Regions from separate parts of the Bicyclus anynana genome. Here region 2 is linked to region 1. The links are chromatin contacts, called in public Hi-C maps. All regions are on one chromosome and are shown on one strand. The core of a region is the stretch at or near the end of the contact, and the rest is flanking DNA. Distances in the headings are between cores, read along the strand shown.

The links. Hi-C and Micro-C count contacts between places; a contact is called where the count stands out from the background.
Region 2: a Hi-C map of whole body shows a contact between it and region 1, with 1.5 times the contacts expected there. The contact joins the promoter of LOC112058315 here to the enhancer-like site in region 1. A contact is called at or near these places in 2 of 2 Hi-C or Micro-C datasets (whole body and whole larva).

The regions. Positions count from the first base shown.
Region 1 is chr9:5,671,831-5,676,542 of ilBicAnyn1.1, forward strand. All of the region lies in intron 2 of LOC112058315 (headcase protein), which reads right to left. Among protein-coding and RNA genes, the nearest start is that of LOC112058315, 57 kb to the right of the region's middle. Within about 2 kb of position 1,866, at least 7 of the 8 cell types and tissues checked have open chromatin away from gene starts, as enhancers often do.
Region 2 is chr9:5,729,566-5,734,277 of ilBicAnyn1.1, forward strand. LOC112058315 (headcase protein) reads right to left here and starts at 2,039. Exons shown (of 5, transcript XM_024099037.2): 1 at 1,266-2,039. The coding sequence starts at 1,855.

The sequences.
Region 1 (4,712 bases), core at 616-3,115:
ATAAAATATAGTAGGTACCTACTACACCATAATGGTATAAGATTTATTTTTATTACATATCATAAATTACTTACAATATGTAATCTAAGTAAACCTAGTCACCAATGCTGTATCGTGTGCCAAGTGGATTGAAATAATGCCTAAGGTCTACGACCTATAAGTAATTCATAGAATGGGCGAGCGAGCGAGGTTCGGCCCGATATGGCAGGTGGGTTATGTAAGCAGGCGCAGTCACCGATACCAAATGCCAGTGCTACTCCTTAGTTAGAACCAAGGCCTCCAAACAATTGAAAGTAGATGAAACAAGTTTGTGCACCGTGCATACCACCTAATTCACGAGTAACGGTGAAATACAATTAAGGGTTCGTTTACACGAGCAGCAACTGCTAACGACTGCCGTTGACTGCAGTTGACTGCAATCGGCGACTGCTGTCGAGATGTCGCCAACTGCAGTCGTCGGTAGCAGTTGCTGCTCGTGTAAATGAACGTCTTGAATTTAAATTTGTTTGGGCACTTCGCGCAAATTATGTCCAATTTACATCAGGTGCTGTCTGAATAGGGTAGTTGACTCATATCAAATTTAATATAAACAATATTAATTTCGTGTAGTACATGGAATAAGGGTCTGAAATATATCGATATTAATTAATAGAAGTTAAGGATTTCTTATGAAACTTAATTTAAAAAATATGTAGATATTTTTTAAAATTTTTCAAACGGAAAAAACGCTGTCGTCTATTTTGTGACGTTTCAATGTTACTTGGTGACTTATGTGCAAAATGTCAAAATAATATTTTTGTCAAACACTCCGTTTGTAAAGGATTTGTTAACGTGACGTCATGTGAAACAGTTGAAATATAAACCATCATGGATGACAGGCGTTTTGGCTCGTATTGTCTAAAAAAATTAAAAAAAATAAATCATGTAATAACGTCTCAACAAAATATCTAGTAAAACGATAATGTACTATTTAAGACCATTTTAAAAAGTGTCAACTAGCATATTAAATAGATGAAACACGTTTAAGCACCGTGCATACCAGGTATTCAGGAGTAACGGTGAAATAATTGTTAAATACAATTAAGTCTAAATTAGTTAGCAAACTTCGCGCAAATGCCCCGTTTACATCAGGTGCTGTCCGAATTACCAACCACGAGCCAAATTACGATAAACTTTATTAGGTCTCATAATGATAATACCTAACTGTTAAAAGTCGTCGACTAAACGTAAGTGCCCAGGTAGTTGTCTATACTTCTCTTCTACACTAGCGGACGCCTGTGACTTCGTCCGCATGGAAATCAATGTAAACTTTCAAGACCTATTACACCACTTTAAAAAAAATTTAATCACAAAAGTAACTGCTCCTTGTGTCAAGTGGCAAGACTATGTAGCTTCGGATCACGAAGGCCTGGGTTCGAGTCCTGGGTCTAAAGTTGGGAAATTGGTGTTGTCACATCCTCATGCATCGGAGAGTGCGTTATGCCAGAGGTTATGTAGTCAGTGCTGGTAATTATGACTAATATCTGATAGTGATAATTAAATAGTCAAATATTATTAGTCTAAGCATAAGTACCAACCCGCATTGTAGATTTATGCTCCGTAGATATCCATAATGATGAATGGATGGATGAGGCATGGCTCTGTTCAAATAAGATGACAAAGAAGTTGCTTTTTGTTTTACTTTATGAAATAAAATAGGATCATTTACATCCATTTGTATCCATCCATTTTTGATATGACAGTTCATCTACGTATTGAAGGTCTGCAGTGTCTAAATACGGAGGACCAGGGAGGCAGCAACTGCCGGGTGGTTAGGGACGATGAGTTACGATGAGAGGGATGGATTTATGTGGGAAGGGGTGGTTGCGAGCGAGACGGCAACAGGACACGGACGGGACGAGTGCAGTAAGTGTGCACACAGACACGATCGATTAGTGGGACCGCCGCCCGCCGCCGATCTATCTATCGACCTTTGCTTTCGCATTTCGAAATTACTTCCCAATTGTAACAAATTACAAATTGTACCTTATGAAATTACAATTGTACCTTTTGTGCAATCTGTAGTATACGAGTAGCAGCTAATGGAGTTTGTTCAGATGAAAATGTGTATTCGAAGCCACGACCTGGTAATGTGTATTACCACGACTTGATCTCGATCTTTTTATGCAGCCCTAATTGTTTTATTGTTTTAAAATAATGTACCTACTTGTCTAACTGTACTTTAATTATTAGGTATTTTTGACTAGTGAATGGTGGTGGAAATTGTCAAATATTCTTTTTGATTAATTTTGACTTAGGTAATTCATTTGACTTCGATTATATGCGACCAGTTCTCTCGTATGAACCTATTCGTACCTATTATAACATAAACCGCAACAAAGAACAATAGTATTGTGGTTCATCCCTTCCCAATCACCAAAGGCAAAATAGAAACAGCACAGCTTACCCAGTGCAAATAAACTTACAATATTTTATAAAATGTGTAAAAAATAACACATTTAATTTATAGAGAAACAAAACCCGCTGGAATGAAAATAATACAAAGTACGTTCCATTTTTATAATCCATTGTTAATTCATTTGCTATATTCATGCCAAGTTGGAAGTCCCAGGTGGCGATGCAAAATCATTTCGTGTTCGAGGCACGTCGCCGCCCGGTGATCACTTAAACCTGAGAGCTGCCGTGATTATATAGAATTCATCGGATAAGCCACAGCAGTGGATTTTTAGAATTCCGTACTCAAAGGATAAAAACGGGACCTTATTGCTGAGACTCGGCTGTTTGTCCGTAGGCACTCAGAAGGTACCGTAATAGTCCATCATAATCATCATTATCAACCCATATTCGGCTCACTGCTGAGCTCGAATGTCCTTTCAGAATGAGAAGGGTTAGGCCAATAGTCCACGCTGGCCCAATGCGGATTGGCAGACTTCACACACGCAGAGAATTAAGAAAATTCTATGGTATGCAGGTTTCCTCAGGATGTTTTTTCTTCACCGTTTGAGACACGTCGTGATATTTAATTTCTTAAAATACACACAACTGAAAATTTGGAGGTGCTTGTCCCGGACCGGATTCGAACCATCAACCTCCGAATTCGGTGGCAGAGGCTCATATCCACTGGGCCATCATGGCTCTCTTATACGAGCTTTGTATGATAGTGTTAAAATCATTAACGACCACTACCAGATATCGATAATAATCGACAGCTTAACGTGACTCAGAGGCACGGAAGCTTCCAATTGGTGAAAGATTTTTTTTTAAATCGGTTTAGTAATTTTTGAATGTATTCGTTTGTTTCATACAAAAATCTAAATCTTTCCTCTATTAAAATATTAGTGTAGTACGGAAAACCGTGCGCCAGTCCGACTCGCACTTTGCCCGTTTTTTATTTATGAATTTTTCATTCCGAATAGTGAGACTGGGTAATAGAATAATTTCAATAGGACGTGATCGGTACTCAACGAAAATATCTTAGTGTTTGATATACCCAATCTACCTGCCCTTTGGTCGTCTTTGATTGAGATGTTTATCTTGTGTCTGATTATACATATTTAATACCAATGACCTTGTAATAATTATAAAGTCATGGAATAACAACAAATAAAATGTTATTTGCAAATAAACACGACAAGTTACGATATGATACTAATTTGAAGTCATTTGATTAAGTTTTATAATGTAGGTAAAAAGGTGAAAAGCGTAGTTCAGCGATAATATTTAATAAAAAAAAAACAACAATCAAAAAATCTAAATCAATGTTTTTATTCAGTTAGGACTTTTCTTCATTTGATTTACATTCCTAATGTTCGTACATCATCTTTATTCCAATGAAATTTTAGTATTTATATTTATACTTAGACTTTATATTTTAGTACTCGAAATTTTATACCAAAAATAAAATTTACTTTCATTGCAAGTAATCTCAGTATCATGATTTTCGACATCCAAATTTAATGGTATCTCATTATCATCTATGCAAATAAAAAAACACATTACAGTTTCAGCTACAAGCAAATATAGGAACACTAACAATATCCATTAAGTCTTGAAATAATGGCTTAATACTGCCGCGAAATTGCTTCAATTCATCAACATTACTTTTTATTGGACGTAATTGCTTTGTTACGCTGTCTTAAATAGGATTTATTTTATTGCACCTAAATCATAAAATTGTTGTTTGTTTTTATATCTAGTTATTTCTATGGGAAACTACTGAAATAAGTGGAAATAAATCTAAACGCCAAGGTCGGTATTATAAGGAATGTGTATTATCTTTGCAATTTAGCGTTTTTAATCTGACGAAAAAATACAATAGTTTTTGTGTTAAATATGAATAATTTGCCATGCTTTCTGAAGCAGTTGATTATAACTAGGAGGTGCAGAGTTCTATAAATTAAAAAAATGTTTTGATTTATTAGTATTTTACAAAGAAAATACAGACGAATGCAAGATTCTGTGAATGTCGCGTCGTTCAACTAGTAAACATTTAACTAAATAGGTACGTTTAGTAGGTTTGTTAATTGCTTTTAGATAAAGAAACTATTGCGTCTTTATCTAAGTCAGTCATTAGTTGTATCAAAGAAAGCAGTTATGTTGACGCAAAGGGAAAGAGACAACTTACAACAGGAAGCCGATGTCAGTCGAGCTTGTCGTAAGAAAAGAAACATGTGGACAAGTAATGTGGAATGATAAGAAACGCACTTTTAATG
Region 2 (4,712 bases), core at 789-3,288, 58 kb after region 1:
TTGAACCTGCTACAGATTTATTATAAGTAGATAGATATTGGCTTAAGTCTGGGCTAGTGGTAGGCCAAGTACCGGCAAAGACGTACCGCTAAGCGATTTAGTCGCTAGATCGGATTCGATGCCGCTTAGAAACCGTCTGAGGTGAGGGAGAATGCATCATCACATAACATCAGGTAAGATCGCAGTCAAGAACCAACTTGTCATTAAATTAAAAAAAATTAAAAAATATCAAGTCTGCAGCCCGTAGGGCAGTAAAAATATTACCAAACTATAAACTATAACGATATTTTGAAACTTGACGTTTAACATGACCGTGTGTGGCTGGCGTTACAGTCAATATTTTAAAATAGGAGTTCTTACCTACCTGTACAGTGACAGGAATTAAATTGGGTAGGTAGGACTACACGCAATTTTAACTAATTTATGAGGTAAGATTTTATAGCCTGTATGTACCTACCTAGGCTCCAAAATAAATGACGACCGATTTAAAAATTTCTTTCAGTGATTAAAACTACGTTTTCCTACGGGAATGGAACGATGGTGGAACCGCGGTGGTGGTATTTTAAATATTGACAAAATGAGTAAAGTTGGTCTATGAAAAAATATGATAAGTTCATATTCTTACCTACTACTGCCGGTGTACGATTTTCACCGTGTTACGATTTAGGACAACCTAGACATAGATTATTCCTGGTGTCTGCTTTTATAACTGTAACACCTCGATAGGTGTACATTCTAATTGCAATTAACCTGGGTAGGTGTTCCCACCATTAGTTTCTATTACACAGAAACGTGCTATCTAATTTTGTATCTTAATTCAATGCATAGAAAAGGCCCAAGGGGTCCGGTTTTCGAACAAGACAAGCTCCGAGACCCGATAACCAGTTCCCCGCCAATTATGCGGCTCTTAACGATTTAATACATAAACAACCGGCGTTCGAGGCACCGTAGGCGTCGCTCGTACTCTTGTATAGAAAACATATTTTTGCGTAGGTGTGGCCATTTGCGCGGCCGGCGCCACTTACCGCCAATCTTACAAAATAAGGCGTGATTGCATTATTATTTTATCCATATGCAACCCAGTGTGAGCCGCGGACATGATCGGACTTCTAACAACTCACTCCGGCTCAAATACCACCATGTCTACCCACCTTTTCAATTATTCATCATACAAAGTTGTCATGACGCCTGTGTTTACTGAGTTGTAGTTGCGTCAGTATCGGTGACAAAACGTGCTGCTTGTCAGATTAATATGTATTGCTTACCTGATCCTGTCGGAAACGAGTTCGGGTTTCGAGTTCCTTTTCGCGGGAGTCAAGTTGAGCGGTGGCGCGTGTGTGGGGCTCGCAGACGGCTCCGAGGAAGCGGACGGCGGAGAGCAGGAACCTGAGCTCGAGAGGCTGAAGGCCCGGGAGCGGACGTCGACCGGCGCTGGCGTGCGGCCCGGCCGTGCCCTCCTGCGTTTCTTCTTCTCATCGTCCGCTCTGATCGCCGTGCCGGGCGGAGTCCAGTCTAAGTCTTTCTTCAAGTGGCCGCGACCGCACCGGCAGCCGCACGCTTTGAACGCCAAGTCATAGCCCTTCTTCGTCCACAGATTCTGGTGTCTCTGCCTCTCGGACCACGATCGTGCGCGGCCACAGGACTTGAGGTAAGCGAGCACGCCGGCCTCCCATTGCTCGAAGCACTCTCTGTGCATGTACCGGCCGACGGCGCACGTGTCGTTGTTGCAGAGCACGCGGATAGCGTCTTCCACGCGCACGGGCTCCCGGGGGCGCAGGCACTCGCCGGGCACGCAGCAGCCGTGGGAGTCGTCGGACTCCCGCTCGCCGGTAGCGCCCTGCCGTCGCGGAGCCATGCTGCACCACGATCGACTCAACGAAATCGAACGTGCCGCCGCGGTGTATCGGAACGCGTCACGCGAAACACATGCTTGCCGGAGCGCGCGCGGCCGACTAATAACCGCGAGTGAACGAAAGCGAAATTTCAAGAGCGCAGCGCGTCGCCGCGCCGCCGCCGCGCCACCCGCCTGCACGCGGGGCTGACCTTGCGGCGCGGGGGCCGCGGGGGCGCGGGGGTGCAGCGAGGGGCGGGGCGATGCGGCCGACGCGCGACGGCCCGGGTGGGGAGAAAGTGCCTAGCGAATTTTCACTTTCGCGCGGTACCGGGGCCCTACCCGTGCCCGGGCCCGGGTAGCGACTAGCGACAGCGACGCAGCGGCGGTCGATGGCGGAACCGCGGACCGAGCCTGCCGCGCCGACGACTGCAGCGGTGCCAAAAAATGCAATTGCTATTCACTTTTTTTATCCTACCCGAATCACTTACGCTACTAATAACATTCTGTTACTTTAGGTACAATGTAGTACATCGTTGGTTAGTCGATAGTTTAATTTTTAAATTATTAATACCGAGCAGTAGTGTATGAAATAATACCTATTTATTATTTTAGTGACACACCCCAAGTTCCCTGGACCCGAATCCTCGTGTTCTTAATCATAGCTTTTCAGATATTTGACCAACCTTGCACTTCCACCAGAATACCTACTTATGAAAAATACCTAATTTAATTCATTTACTAAGCTAATTTAAATAATTTATTCAAAGGTTTATCTCTAAATCCTTTTAAAATTCTTACAGAACCAATTTAATTAAGATTACGTCTAAACTGGTTACCATAGAAACTTTTTATTAAAAATAAATAGCTATTGTAATTAAGTTTATGATCTGCAGTTAACTACAAATCATACTCTGCTGGTGCGTTAGGTATTTAAAACTTAATTTAGCTCGTGACTCATCTTGTTATTATTATCTTGGTATTTGTTATGTTGATATTAAAATGTTTACAATTATAGAAATGATATGAGTTCTAACACACTAGCGTTTCTGTATATACCTATTTGTTTTTTTTCTGATTATGTAGGTGTAGTAAGCTTCATAATGGGACCTCAGCGGCGTAACCTCAGGGGGTTTGGGTGAACGCAAAAGCATCACCTGATGGGGCCCGAAGGCAGCAGCAGAGTAAATGGCCGAAACGACTTTCTAAGTATCCTCTGCGACTCGGACCTCGGTTTATAGGGCCGTTTGTCTGTCATAAGAACCTTCTCCTGACAATGACAAACACATCAAAAAAATAGTGAAATCGGTCCAGCTGTTCACGCGTGATGGCGTGATCAAGAGATGTATGGATTCATTTTTCTATAGTTATATAGATATCGATATATTTCGGTGTTCGGACTCTTATTCCATGTACCTACTTACTATACAAAATTAATATTATTTTATATTAAATTTGACATGAGTCAACGAGGTACCCTATTCTGTTACCCCTAACTAGGTACTATCATTAATACTCAATACCTATACAAATAAATAAAACATAAAACCTGTGATTTCAAAGATAATTGTGTTTTATCAAGTACTTACCAATAGCTATTTACACAAAACCAAAACCAACCAAGCTTTTTTAAAATTTTTGTCTATCCACCTGTTTGTTCGGAACCTAATCTAATCTTTGGAACAGCTGACCGGTTTTTAATGGGACTTCTACTGGAAGATAGAAGAAGTAATTGAGCAACATAAGGTTATTTCATAACGGAAAAATCCATATTTTCCGCGGGATTTGTGAAAAGCTAAATTTCACCTGAAGTCGCGGGCGTCCGCTAGTCTAACTCATAAATACATAAAAAAGATTACGAGTTTCTTAAGAGTTATTCAAATAAAAGAATTACGCATTACTTGCGCAATTTCGTGTCCAGTTCCCCATTATTAATACAGAAATAATAAATACTCTCGGCGGGCCATTCATGTGAACAGAGCACCGCACGTGTGGATACTATGGGGTGAGATGAAAGGAACAATGGCTTACTTCAAGACCGGTTCAAGGCTGAGCGCCATGGCTCTATGGTAGCCTGCAAGGTTTGTTCTGTTTTTGTACTATACAAAGGAAGTTGTTATGTTTTGTGTCACTAGATGAAACTAGCAGATGGCCATGGTATAGGAGGAAAAGTATTGACTCTAATAGACCACCTTGGAGGATACACTCGATAGGTGCCCGTTGATTTCGACATAGGTAAGCTACATTCAGATGGCCAAAGCCTGGACACCTGGGCATGTTATAGTATTAGGGCCCAGGGAAAAAATATAAATTCATGATTTATGTACCTATTGACAAAACTTTGTGGTACGTAAGTATGTGATATTTTATGCAAGCCGGACAAAACTATGAAAGACGCGTTTGTTGGTTTTGATCTTCACAGAATAGCAAAAAGATGTAAAGGGTGGCATTCCTGGATCATTGACATCTAGAGCCGCAGCAAACGTTTCGCTTCAACGTTTCTTATTCGAACTGCTGTAGTGTGGAATGCCCTTCCGCCGTCTTTGTTTTCTACCATCTACAATCTAAAACCTTGAAGACAGTCTATTATCTAGACAAGCGCGTCCTATCTTCCTCCTAGACCTCATCATTGCCTTCCATTGCGTATGATTGAAGTAACGCAAGCCTGTTGACTATAAAAAAGCCATCCGATAAGAAATATACCTACCTCCCCCCTGAAAATTGTCCGACATAGTTACTACTTGATTTTGAATACCTATGATCTTTATCCATTTTACAAAAATCGGCTCTGCGGTTAATTTTTATTTTTATAAACAAATACCTAACCTAATCAACTTTACATTAGTATACTACTAGATACACTAGACCGGATTTATTGGGA